Linked DNA regions of Zea mays: regions 2 and 3 are each linked to region 1. The links are chromatin contacts, called in public Hi-C maps. All regions are on one chromosome and are shown on one strand. Each heading gives the region's core, a stretch centred on a gene start, on an enhancer-like site or on the middle of the called end of the contact. The rest is flanking DNA. Distances are from core to core; before and after follow the strand shown. Region 1 holds the start of LOC100277301. Region 2 holds the start of LOC100278642. Region 3 holds the start of LOC109940230 (serine/arginine repetitive matrix protein 1).

Region 1 (4,121 bases), core at 889-3,388:
CAACCTCTTTTTTCATAGCCGCGGGAGGGGTTTTGAGGATACTTGTGTGACCTCCCTCGTCAGCGGACGAAGCGCCAATGTCTTCCTTGACGTCAGATTTTCCAAGAATCGGCTTCAATCTCCAGCTGGGATTCCGGATCTTGTTCCACGATTGGGAACCTTGAAGATTCTCTTTCTGATTCCATCGATCCCAGTTAGGGTTTCGCCCCTTCGGATCCATCTTTGACACCAACACCGCACGCGACAGCGCCAGCCACTCCTCGTCCACAAGCGGGGGACGAATCGGAGATTCAAACCACCCACCGCGGAAGCTAGCACGAAACGACGACGGCAGCGACCAAAGACGCGAGAGCGAGGAAGCAAGGTGCGGAAAAGAGTGCGAGCCAATAAAGTCCGACGGAAACCCTAAGACGGAACAAGAAGACTTCACCTCATCTCGAAGGGAAGGCAGCGAGGAGTTCTGGGTCGCGGCAAGCGTCGCGTGCTTTCCCACCGTGAGCAACCCGAGCGGGACATTGAGAGCGCGCGGAGAAAGCGACCCAGAAAGCCTCTGGTCCACGATGCTACAGGAGGAGGAAGACGACAGCCTTTTTTTCTTTTTTCGAGCCATCTCCTGTCGCCGTACGTTATTCTGTGGCGAGCCGTTCCTAGCTGCGGTTCTTTCATATCACTAATAACTAGTGGGATAGTTATATAGTGTGTCCATATTTGTATTTTATGAAGACAGAATAGACCGGACTGAACGCCCATCAGGTCACCACTAGTGGTGGTAGTTGCTAGTGGGTGTACTCGACCATATATCTATGCCACTATATAATCTACCACTTTAAAATCTGAAAACCCACCCAGCAAAGTCACCATCACACCCATAACCTCCACACTAAATCCACAAAACAAAATGCAACCAGACTTAACACACCATCAAAACCAACAGTTCAGATCGCTAGATAAAACACTCTCTCTTATTCACTCAAACCCAATAAACAATATTATTTGGATCATCCTTAATCCCTCTCCCCCTGTGCCACGTCGTCGCTAGCCTCCTCTTGTCCTTGTCACCTCCTCCCCTCAGTAACGCCGTCATCAACCTCTCCCCTCGCGTTGCCTTCGTCGTTGTTAACCCTCCTCGCTGATATCGTTGCATTAGCATGGGTTATATGCTAATATATATAGTGAAAGAAGATGAATAAAGAAGAACATGCGGAAGATGTATAAATGGAGCACAAATAATTTGTGCCATTGGATCATACATCGAACGGCCCGTCCAAACAAAACACCAATTCCCTCATATCATGACATTTTGCTTTTTTTTTTGGTAACCGCAGGATGATGGAAATGGAGTGTGGCAACGATCTCGCACTCTGATTTGAATCACTGCACGAAACTCGACAAGAATCTATAGGCGCCGCCCGGCGCCGGGGTAGCTCGCCATGTGGGCACACCGCACACGCAGGATAGGCCCGCATGAGAGGAGGGAGAGTCCGCACGGCCATCTTCTCTCTAGTCTCGAACGACAAATAAACAAGCGAAGCGAAGGAGGCATGTCCAGTCCAGGGGCCCCCGCCACCGCCAGCTTCCAAAGGGAGCGAGGACTGAGCAGAGCAGCTCGGACGGAACGCCGAAGCAGCTGGAGCTGGTCACTCACGCACGTCGCGAAGGCAGCTCTCACCTGACCCAGCCCATGCGTGGTCCTACAAAAGCGCGGCAGATTTGCTTTGAACTCGCAAAGACAAAGAGGAAAAGAGCAAAGCTATCAGGAAGCAGCAGAGGTGGATGGAGAGAGAGAGAGAGAAAGAAAGATAGACTAAAGAAGCGCCAAGAGCAAGGAAAGCGAAGCGGGCAAAGCGGCGAGCAACGAAAGAAGAGAAGCGAGGTACAAGAAGGAGATAAGAATGTTTACAAAACCAACGAGCAGGCCGGATCCGATCCATGTCATGTCGCAGATACCCCACGCCACGCGCTGTTGTGCATGTCTTCCTCCGATCCCCGCCCCCGGGATCATTGATCGCCAGCTGCATGCGTTGGCATCCTTCCTTCGTCATCATGCTGCTCTGAGTCTGCTCCCCTCTGCTTTCTTTTTCCCTTCTCTGCGCCACCGGCTTCACCATATAGCTCGGAGAGCTCAGCCCTGGCTGTTAGTGCCTCTGCTTCATCGTGCGAGCGAGGGCATTTGGATTCGGATTCGAGGCGGTGCACTGAAGTGCCTAGCTAGTGCAGGGAGAAGCAGCAAAGCTCTCTCTCTCTCTCTCCCTTATATGGGAGCAAGGCCGGACGGGGCGCCGGGGGCTGTGGAGTGCTGCGGCCGCAGGCTGGTACGACTGCTAGCCTTCCTCTTCCTGGTCTGCGCTTGCCTCGTGATGGCCGCCATGGTGGCGACGACGGACGGCGGAGCGAGCTTAGCAGGGCCGTCGTCGAACAGCGCTGCGTCGTCCGCCACGAAGACGGGCGGCTCGCCGGCGTGGCGTTCAGGCGGGACGGCCGCAGACGCGTTCCGGAGCAGCGAGAGGAGGATCCCCAAGGGGCCCGACCCGATTCACAACAGGTACGTTGGGAGCTAGTTAGTGCGCTGCCTGCACTGCACTGCACTGCACTGCACTGCATGCAGGCGTGTCCTCCCTGTCCTGCGGCTCGAACACCTGCAGTGCAGATGCTCACCTTCGTTGGGATTTGGGAACGTGCTGTGCTGCCTGCAGGCGTGCCGGGAAGACGACGACCGCGCCGCGCCGGAGAGACTAGCTAGCCGGAGGCCGGCCGGGGGCGGCGGCGGCGGCGGCAACAGAAGCTACCACTGCCGGTGCTCATCGTCCTGCACCTGAAGCAGCAGCAGCAGCTGATCTGATCGACATACAGTTCGTGTTCGGCAGCTAGCCCCTAGCCATGCTCGGAGAGGTTTAATTAATTACGCAGCGGACTCCTTCGATGGGGGTGGATTTTTGGTGATCATTCTGGGGGTATGTATAAACCTGCAACCTACCCTTGCAAGGATTAGTTTTTCTTCTTCTGTTTTTCTTCTTTCAAGTTTCACCGAGGTGGAGTGGAGGTTGACCGACATTCTGTTCTTCCCGCATATTCTTGTGAGATTTTGATTCCAATCAGTGTCTATCAATTCAATTTCGATCTCCCTCTCTGTAACCACATGTCGTGTGGCGTGCGTGCGTGTAAAAAATCGAGAAAACCGAGCCTGCCCTGTCCGGGCTTCAGCTTGTTTGTTCTAGCTAGCTCGATCTAGCGGAAACGACTGCCGTACCCTTTCTGTTTATTTTTAGTTGTCGCTGGATAGTGGAAAATTGAACTATCTAGCGACAACTAAGAAGAAACATATGAAGTATAAGTGAGACGTGTAAGCGAGTCTTCTGAATATTTAAATTATAATCTAATTAATTCCTTCACCACCAGCTTGTATACCTTTTATAAAAAAATCTCTAACAAAAACTACAATTACACTTTCGGTTAGATCTTGTTCTAAAGATTAAGAAAGCTCGCTTGCACGTGTTTCTATGTAAGACTTGCTTGCATAGCCGTCGTTTCCAGCTTAGCATGATGTACTCCTACTCAAGTGACAAGTGAGTGCCATGATATGGTGATTCATTGCGCGCTCTGTGCAACAGTAAACCATGCTTTTTTTTTATTTGTGGTTCCAATCATGCGTGTGGTCGCTCGCATGGCATATATACTGGCGAAAGCGAAAGAGGCGGCGGTAGATGCTAAATTAAAGCAAGCATCGGTGCGCACGGCCTTGTGTGTTGCGCGTGTGCCGTACGTCAGTCAGTACGTGCTTCCTCCCCCCGCTTTTTTACTTCTTTTGTTGCAGCTGCACTGCAGGCAGGCTACTATACTCCCGTTTTTTTGTTTTTTTTTCTCTCCAAGTGTTCGATCGAGGAGAAAGATCGAAAAGAGATGAACACAGACCGTCAAGCGTCGATTCCCGTCCCGGATGACGGGACGAGTTCGAAGCAGACACCTTGTGGGTCGGCTGAGACTAAAACAGTACTGCACCGTACCGGTCATTACAGTTTCTACATATTACAATAGATACACATTGTTTAAATGAATAGTTATTAAAACACGAGTTTGAAATCTTTACAATAATAGAGGAATTCGTCATGTGTTTGTTAACGTGT
Region 2 (4,127 bases), core at 997-3,496, 340 kb after region 1:
AATAGATAGGTTTAACAGGAAAAAGTGCTAGCGTCGAGTGGCTAGGGGACCCTCTGTTTTTGGGACCCGGTGCGGCCGCACCCTCCGCATCCCCTCAGGTATGGCTCTGGACCTGACCTTTGTTGTTTGTGCCTGACATTGACCTTGTTGAAAGCATTGTCTGAAGTACCGAGAGTCTTTTCTCTTGGGTGAAAATCTGTGATTTAGCCTTTGTTGGTTGGGTCATAGCAACGACACATTCTTGTATGTCGTGTTCTTTCTAAAGACGTTGTTTTTAGAGAGCCTCGGTCTCGATTCTAGCTTTGCCTGATTAGTGGTTGTTTTGAAGTCTATGCTGTGGTGATAGCTCGCTCAAAGCGATGAGTTTGTTTCTCTTGTTTTTTCGTTTTTTTGTTGTTGTGTACACCTTAGTGCGTATAGGTCGGGAGTAATCTTAGTACTCTTGTATCATCTTGATGTAATTGTCTAAGATTATTAAAGCTTCCTTTATAAAAAAAACTTGTGACAGAAAGAGATGGACCAAGTATTAAATGTATAGCTTATATTATAGTATTATAGGAGGGTTATTATATAAACATGCTTTTAGTTGGTTAGGCAGCATCATAAGGCACGTCATGAGCTATATAATTAAACTTGTTATAAACCTCACTAAATAAACTTAGGGAGTGTTTGGTTCGAGAGCTAGTTGGGATAGAGCGGCTCCATCTTAGGGAGTGGCTTCGCTTGAAAGATTTTAGGGAGTCAGATAGTTCAACATCTGAGCATATTATTCCTTTTTAAAGTCATTCCATTTTATATGGAACCAATCCAAATAACAACAAATTAGAAACGGAGCACCTCTGTCCCACGATACGCTGGAAAACACTACCTTAATGTTTGTGATACCTTGCACTCCCAACAGATCTCATCTCGTGCCAGCCATTGCTAGACTGTCAGATTCCTCTTATCAGTTGTGACCCTCCTTCGTAGGTAGCAAACAGAAGTGGCGAGCTACAATGGACATGATGATAAGAAGCCAATATATTGGGCCAATCATGTGTATATAGTGGCGGAGACACACATAGGGCCACTAGGGCTCGGGCCCTACTCTTGGACCAAAAAATTGCTAGGGTCTCAAATATGTTCTGAAGGAATGAGAGAATTCGTATAGTCATATGTGTCTTTATCTATACATTTGCATGATTTAAAATTTTCTAGTTGATATCAATGTTTGTTAGTGTTATATTGGGCTCTACACTTAGAGAAATCCTGGCTCCGCCACTGTGTGTATATGTGAATTAATGGCATGAATAATATATGAGAACTTAACCACTAGCTTTCTGTATTTCAATAATAGGTAGGCAATTTATTTTATCATGTTACCTTGTACAGCAATATGCAATGGGAATCACTCGATTATTGATATCTGCACGTGGTGTCTTGGGTGCTTGCAGGATCGAATGGTGAAGGTACGTGGTGAACCTTGGTTTAAAATTCACATCATACTGTTTTAATACACATGGATTGAAATAGATGCATCATGCATGCACGTCCAAACAAGTTCTTATATGGATTGATTCACCCTCTACTTTCATGACTTCAGTTCTAGCAAATGATGTAATTAACGTTGTTATGAGACGGCTTCGTCAAAAGAAAAATTAAAGGAGATTAGTGAAAAATCTAAGAGTCGAATTGATCCAAGAGTAGTCTTAATCCAATTATTAGCATCTCTCAAACAGTGTAAAATGAAGAACCAAACTGCAGTTCTCTATAGTTTATACATATATCATGTACTAATTACGAGATCCATGGTCACACAATAAAAAAATGAACACGTAATTACAAACCTATACACACCAAAACATGAGAGCGAGAGAGAGAGAAGAAGAAGAATCTGAGCAGGCAAACAATTCGGCTGGGCACAACACACAGAATTTCCGACGGTCAAACACGGTGTCTACGCCTGAATGTTCACGGCGTTCAGAAGAGGTAGCCGAAGACAAGCGCGGTGAAGGACGCAGCGGCAACGGCCGGCGCGGCCATGGACGCGGCGGCGGACGTCGGAGCGGGCGCCGGTCCCTCGGCCGCTGAGGCCGTGCCGACCAGGGACGCGGCGACGGCGGCCGCCACGATGAGGATCCTGAGCTTCAGGGTGGCCGCCATTTGCTCCTCGGTCTTAGTGGAACGACGAGATGTATTGCTTGCGAGTGCAGCGAGAGCAAGCTGTGGAAGCCGTGAGTGTGTGTGTGAAGCTCGTGTTCGCGGATGGAGGGGACGAGATCGCTTGGGGTGGTGTTATATACAGGCAGCGTCACGGCGAGGGCCTCCGTCTGCTCGTCGCATATGCGCAAAAGCAAAGGCAGCGAGGCAGTAGAGGTTAGGTAGGGGAGGCGAGCAACAAGGAGACTGGCTGGAAACCATCTGGCATTTCTGCAGTGACGATTAGCTCGTGGCCGCCCGCCTTTTCTTGACAATTCATGGCCGGTTTGGTTGGCTGCTTCGCTGGTGTTGCGTGATGCATCATCGTTCACTGGCCCTTAACTGATTGCCTTGCATTGCCTGGATTAAAAATTAAAATACGAGTGCTGTTGCGGAAGGAGAGTAGCCTGGCTGGCCGGCCGGCTAGCTGTTGCTGACGGGTTGGGTCCCCATTTGTACTTCCCGTGGTGGTGTTTGATCTGTCTTTAGTACTTTGGCCTTGCGATTAGCTGGTTCTCTCTGTAGATAGCCGCGCACAGGTGCTAACAGCCCGCATCCAGTAGCCCACACTACCGGACACAGCCGCGCCCAGGATTCACCGTCCGCACGGCAGGACGCGTGTCATTCACCAGTTCGGTGCGCTCCCGCGACGGCCTCCTCCAATCCGGCGGCTTTGGGGGCATCCTCCGGGACGAACTCACCTGATTCATGTTTATGACTTCCATGATTATTTTTTATGCCAACCACTGCACTTTTTTCGTATGTCATTTAAGGATTTTATGATGATGAATATAATGTTTCTCACTAGGCTTGGTATTTTTTACGGTAATAACATTAATGTTATATTTTCCACTATTTTACGTTCAAACTTGATGATTTTTACAATCATAAATACAACGTATCTAAGTTATCAACATCTCTCACGTTGGCTTGGTATGTATTTTACGCTTAAACCTGGAGTGCGATCACCAGTGAAACGCGTGTATATATTTTTCATGGTATCCATAACTGCCATAAAAAATGAAACCCCCCTAATCAATCTCTTGATTTATGGTGGTTACATGGGTGTGTAAGATTGTTGGTTGGTAGTGAACTAATATTTACGTTGTATTCAAACACTATTTTATGCTTAAGAATTTTACGCTCGAACCTAGAGTACGCTCACTAGCGAAACGCATGGATATTTTTCCTATGCAGATCAAAAAAGGAATCACGTGATTTATGGTGTCTAGAACTGCCATAAAAAATCAAATCCCCTAATCAACTCATCTAATTAAATCCATTAATCAACTCTCTAATCAATCCCTTGATTTATGTTGGTTGCATGGGCGTGGAGGACTATTGGTTGGTAGTGAACCACATGAATACAACACGTCATAGTTATCAATGTCTCTCATGTTGGGTTGGTATTTACGGTCAAATTGAGGATTTTTACAATCAAAACTGCAGAATTTAACGCTCGAACTGAGAATGCGTCACTAGCGTCCTATATGCATATTTTCTGCATGCATAACAAAAGGGAATCTCGTGATTTATGGTGTTCATAACTGTCATGAAAAAATCATCTCGTTGAGCATTGTAACAACATTTACTCTTATTTGACATAATTTACGCTACAAATTAAAGATTTTTACGCTCAAATCTGGGTTGTGTCCACATAACGTTCCGCATGCAAATTTATCGAATGCACAACAATTTTTGGATCTACCATAATTTTTGGACCTGCCATAATTTTCGGATCTAAAACTGCACATGCAATAAAAATCTGAAATCGCATGCACGTCTCGGGGATGATTGTACCTTTCATAAAATAGGACCCGCATGTGAGGTGACGGAAAATAGGATTTTATGCTACGTGTGGCACTATTCTACGCTCAAACATGAGGATTTTACGCTCAAATCTGGCATCGCATCCATAACTGTCATAAAAACATATCCCTAAAATAATA
Region 3 (4,214 bases), core at 407-2,906, 360 kb after region 1:
CCGCAAAATCCATCTCTGCTGCGCCGCAAATTGAGCTAACGGTGTGCTAATAACGGTAAAAGTAAAAGAACACGTGTGTGAGACGGAGAAGCTTTTCAGTTCCGCCAGAGCAAATTGAATCGGGCGGGCAGTGTAACAGAGAACGGCAAAACAATACTACTATAACAGATGGAATGCCTTTCCAGCTCTGAATGACTCGCCATTGCAAAAAGGAACAGAAGATTACAAGTAGACATGCACAATCGGAGAGGTACTCTACAGAGTGCAGACAATACATCAGCACAGCGCGTCAGAGCCCAGCCCTGCGATCTGAATTCTGACGGGCTGAAGGCTCTACGGGAATAGCCAGTAATTTTTCTCCCGCGGGGGTTAAAAAGCCAGCCCAGGGGGGAAACGTTTTACACGACGAGATTATTACTCACCAAATTACGCTGCTACTGGCCTACTGCCTGCTGCTGCTACCAACACCACCACCTTTACTCCTGCTAAAACTATGTGGAGTAATTTGCTGACAGCGGAGAACGGGTCAGGAGAAGGTTAGTGCTACAGGAAGATGAAGCACTCCATGGCCACCAAAGGGTTGTCCAGCGACTCCTTCCCCTCACCGTCGCCGGCAACCGCGGTGGTCGTGGACCCGGCATTCTCCTCTGGTTGCACCGGCGGCGGAGATGCACTATCCTCAGGCTCGCGTGGCTGCGCCGGCTCGGGAGGCGCCTGCTGCCCACGCCGCGGCGACGCGCGGCCACAGGGCCTGGTGGGGACAGGCGGCTTACGCTGTGTCGCAGTCGCAGAGGCGGCGCCCGCGCGGCGCTGCTCCTGCGTCCGCTTCGCCGCGGGCGACGGAGACCTCCGCGCCGCCCGTTCCCCGGCATCGCGCCGCCGCTGCTGCAGCGGCGGCGGCGGCGAGGGGGACGCGCGGCCGCCGCGTGGTGGGCGCCCGCCGCCGGCGCCTCGGTCCCGCCTGGCGCCGCGCGCGGCCTCGGCTGCCGCCCGCCTCCTGGACGCCTTCGCCGGGGACCGTTCGGGGCCCGCCGCGGTGGTCGCGGCCGAGGACTCGGACGCCACCTCCGACTTCTCGTCGCCCGACGGCCCGGAACGCGCCGGACCCACCGCCCGACGCGCCCTGCCGCCGCCGCCACCACCACCACAATCCTTCGCCCTAGCAGTGCCAAGCTTCGCATTGGCCCCCATCTCCCCTGCTTCTTTCCCCGCCGACGCAGCCACGCGCCTCGGACTGGGCCTCGGCTTGGCCTTCGGGGTCTCCGAGAGGACCTCCTTCACCGTCTCCTCCTCCGGCGGGGGCGGCGGCGGGTCGCGCGCCTCCGACCGACGCCGGGAAACTTCCCCAGCCGCCGTGCCCGGCGGCTCGTCGCACTTCTTGCTGATGCAGCAACCCATTGCCTCCCGACTGCTTCTTGCTTCTTGCTTCTTGCTGAGGCTATACGGACATTTCCCGCGATCTGGTGGTGCTGGGAGAAAAAAAGTGGAGACTGGACAAAGCCGAGGGGAGGGGAGTGTGGCAGTGGGGTGTTGGGTTTCCCTCCGTTGCGCTTCGAGTTGCGTGAGGAGCAGAGCAGCTGTGGTGGGAGACCGGGAGTCAAAAGCGCTGAACCAGTCACTACTACCGGCCAACGTCTGTTATCTCTCTGACGAAGGGTGCTTAACTAATCAGCTCGATTTGTCAGGGCAGTTCCAACGATTAAAATTGTACTCCATTAAAAACACATTTAAAAGATTTAGAACCACTAAGGCCTGGTTCGGTGACTTAAAGGGATCTATAGGAAGAAATTACTTTACTATTTAAACTTGAATAACAAGAGGATTTATTTTTCATGGATCTACTTCAATTTACTAATAACCAAATCAGTCCTAATAGTTTTATGCATGTAGGAGCAACTTTAATGTCTTCTCTATATATTTCTTTCTTCGTTGATAGGAGTAATATTTTAAAAAGAGAACTCTAACAAATTAGTTAATTAGATCTAAACATTGCAATTTCCTATTTCAATTTTATCACGATGTAAAAATCGAGATTGCCATATAATTGAAACCAACAATGAACAATTTCTCTGACAATTTTCAAAAATAACTCTTAAAATGTCATTAAGCGGTATTTTTTAACCACCATCATCTGGGAACAAAAGGCCCAACACTTAGGTGATATCCAAATAAAGTTTAGTCTCTATCACATCGAATATTTAAATAATAATTACGGGTATTTAATATAGTCTAATTATAAAATAACTACACATATGAATACTAAAAGCCGAGATGAATTTATTAAACCTAATTAAGGCTATATATAATACTCGTAATCGATTTTCAAAAATTTGATGTGACATGAACTAAACTTTAGTTTGAGAAACCAAACACCCCTTATCATACGTCAAACAGTATTGTTGGCATAGTATTTACTCATCCTGAACCCCAACCCGACCCCTCCTTGCTCAATGGCTCCTTCAACTCCTTTCCTTCGCTTAGCGGTGGTCAGCAGGAGGCACGACAACGGATCCAGCGAGCACCGACTTGTACGTGAGAGCAGTGCATGGCGAGTGAGTGACGGCACTAGAGCGTGGATCACAGATGTGGCGAGCGACGACAGTGACCTGAGCACAACACATAGTGGGATAATGTCTACAGAGGCGCTGCAAGCAAGCCAGCGGCATACGGATGACGACAACACATTATACCATCTCCAAAAGGCGCAATGTATCGCTCCCCCACCCTCCGTCGTGCAGGAAGAACTCTACCAATAGTTTGTGACCAACTAGTACAATGCTCGCGTATTGAACCAGCACACCAATCATATTTGATGATATAATGTAATTGTTCTATGATACGCGAGGACCCAGTGACAAAACGTGTGATGGCCCATCCCCACAAAAATAAATTTAAAATTAAAGTTGGCATTTGTCCCACATGTTAGAGAGTTGCTATCTCTAATAGACAAGTGCACACAAACAATAGTTGGTACAGCATGACATGCTCCCCCACAAGACGCGATTAGAGCCGCTAGGCATCGACCCTCCCAAACCAAGCCCCAAAAAAGAAAAAGGGAAGGTTTATGGGGGTCTATGCCATCACGAAAAGCGTTAGTGAACATGCCCCGAGGCTAGAAGTAGCCCCACCCAGTGCCCTAGGGCACTAGGAAGTACTGCCTGTGCATAGGTCAGGTACCCATGACCTAACCGGATGTAAGATAGTTAAGGACCTGACAGTGCACTTCCAACAACACCCTAATCAGGAGCACTCCGACTAGGGATGCCCACCCAACGATGTCTCAAATGACATTTTGCAACAACAGTTCTATGACCCTAGAAGAAGAAAGACCACAACCCCCGATCTCACATGGAGCTCGTTCCTTAACGAGGCCAATAAGGGCTAGAATTCCATAACCCAGAGCGAACGATGGTCGTCGTCTATGAGGCCACTGAGGATTTAGGCTTTCAACATGCCCTCAAGCTTCTGCATCAAGAGATGCACCCTATAGTCCCATGGTACCACTCCAACGGATCCCTTAAGTGTAAAGCTTATAGGGTTTAACACAAGTAATTGAGAGCACCTAGAGGGGGGTGAATAGGTGATCCTGTAAAATTCAACAACTAATAGCCACAAAGCTTGGTTAAGTGTTAGAATGATAAAACCAAGTGGCTATAGATCGAGCTCTTGCGAGTCACAATAATCACATAGAAAAGCAATCACAAGAGACACGCAAGTTATCCCGTGGTTCGGCCAAGTATAACACTTGCCTACTTCCACGTTGTGGCATCCCAATGGACGAGGGTTGCACTCAACCCGTGATCCAATGATCAACTTGAATACCACGGTGTTCTTCTTTCTTATACTTTCTCCCGTTTGCGAGGAATCTCCACAACTTGGAGCCTCTCGCCCTTACAATTGATGATCACAAAGAAGCATGGAAGTAAGGGAGGGGAGAGCAACGCACACAAGACTCAAAACGAGAGCACAATCACGCACACAAGTCACAACTTGAGCTCTAAGTTCAACACACGGAGTTCTCAACTCAAGAGGAGCTCAAATTTCTAGCACAGAGAATCAAATGCGTGGGAGTGGAGTCTGAATGCTTAGGAATGATCAAAGAATGCTTGGGTTTCTCCTCCATGCACCTAGGGATCCCTTTTATAGTCCTAAGACAGCTAGGAGCCGTTGGAGGCAATCTTGGAAGGCTAATCTTGCCTTCTGTCGGGTGGCGC

Evidence for each region. Hi-C and Micro-C count contacts between places; a contact is called where the count stands out from the background.
Region 2: a Hi-C map of leaf shows a contact between it and region 1, with 3 times the contacts expected there. The contact joins the promoter of LOC100278642 here to the promoter of LOC100277301 in region 1. A contact is called at or near these places in 2 of 25 Hi-C or Micro-C datasets (bundle sheath and leaf).
Region 3: a contact with region 1 is called in a Hi-C map of ear, with 2.1 times the contacts expected there. The contact joins the promoter of LOC109940230 here to the promoter of LOC100277301 in region 1. A contact is called at or near these places in 2 of 25 Hi-C or Micro-C datasets (bundle sheath and ear).

The regions. Positions count from the first base shown.
Region 1 is chr6:168,828,513-168,832,633 of Zm-B73-REFERENCE-NAM-5.0, reverse strand. It overlaps LOC100277301, which reads left to right and starts at 2,138. Exons shown (of 2, transcript NM_001150906.2): 1 at 2,138-2,542; 2 at 2,694-3,113. The coding sequence starts at 2,256. The coding sequence ends at 2,736.
Region 2 is chr6:168,493,181-168,497,307 of Zm-B73-REFERENCE-NAM-5.0, reverse strand. LOC100278642 reads right to left here and starts at 2,246. Exons shown (of 1, transcript NM_001364470.1): 1 at 1,686-2,246. The coding sequence starts at 2,142. The coding sequence ends at 1,960.
Region 3 is chr6:168,467,932-168,472,145 of Zm-B73-REFERENCE-NAM-5.0, reverse strand. LOC109940230 (serine/arginine repetitive matrix protein 1) reads right to left here and starts at 1,656. Exons shown (of 1, transcript XM_020539608.2): 1 at 163-1,656. The coding sequence starts at 1,398. The coding sequence ends at 544.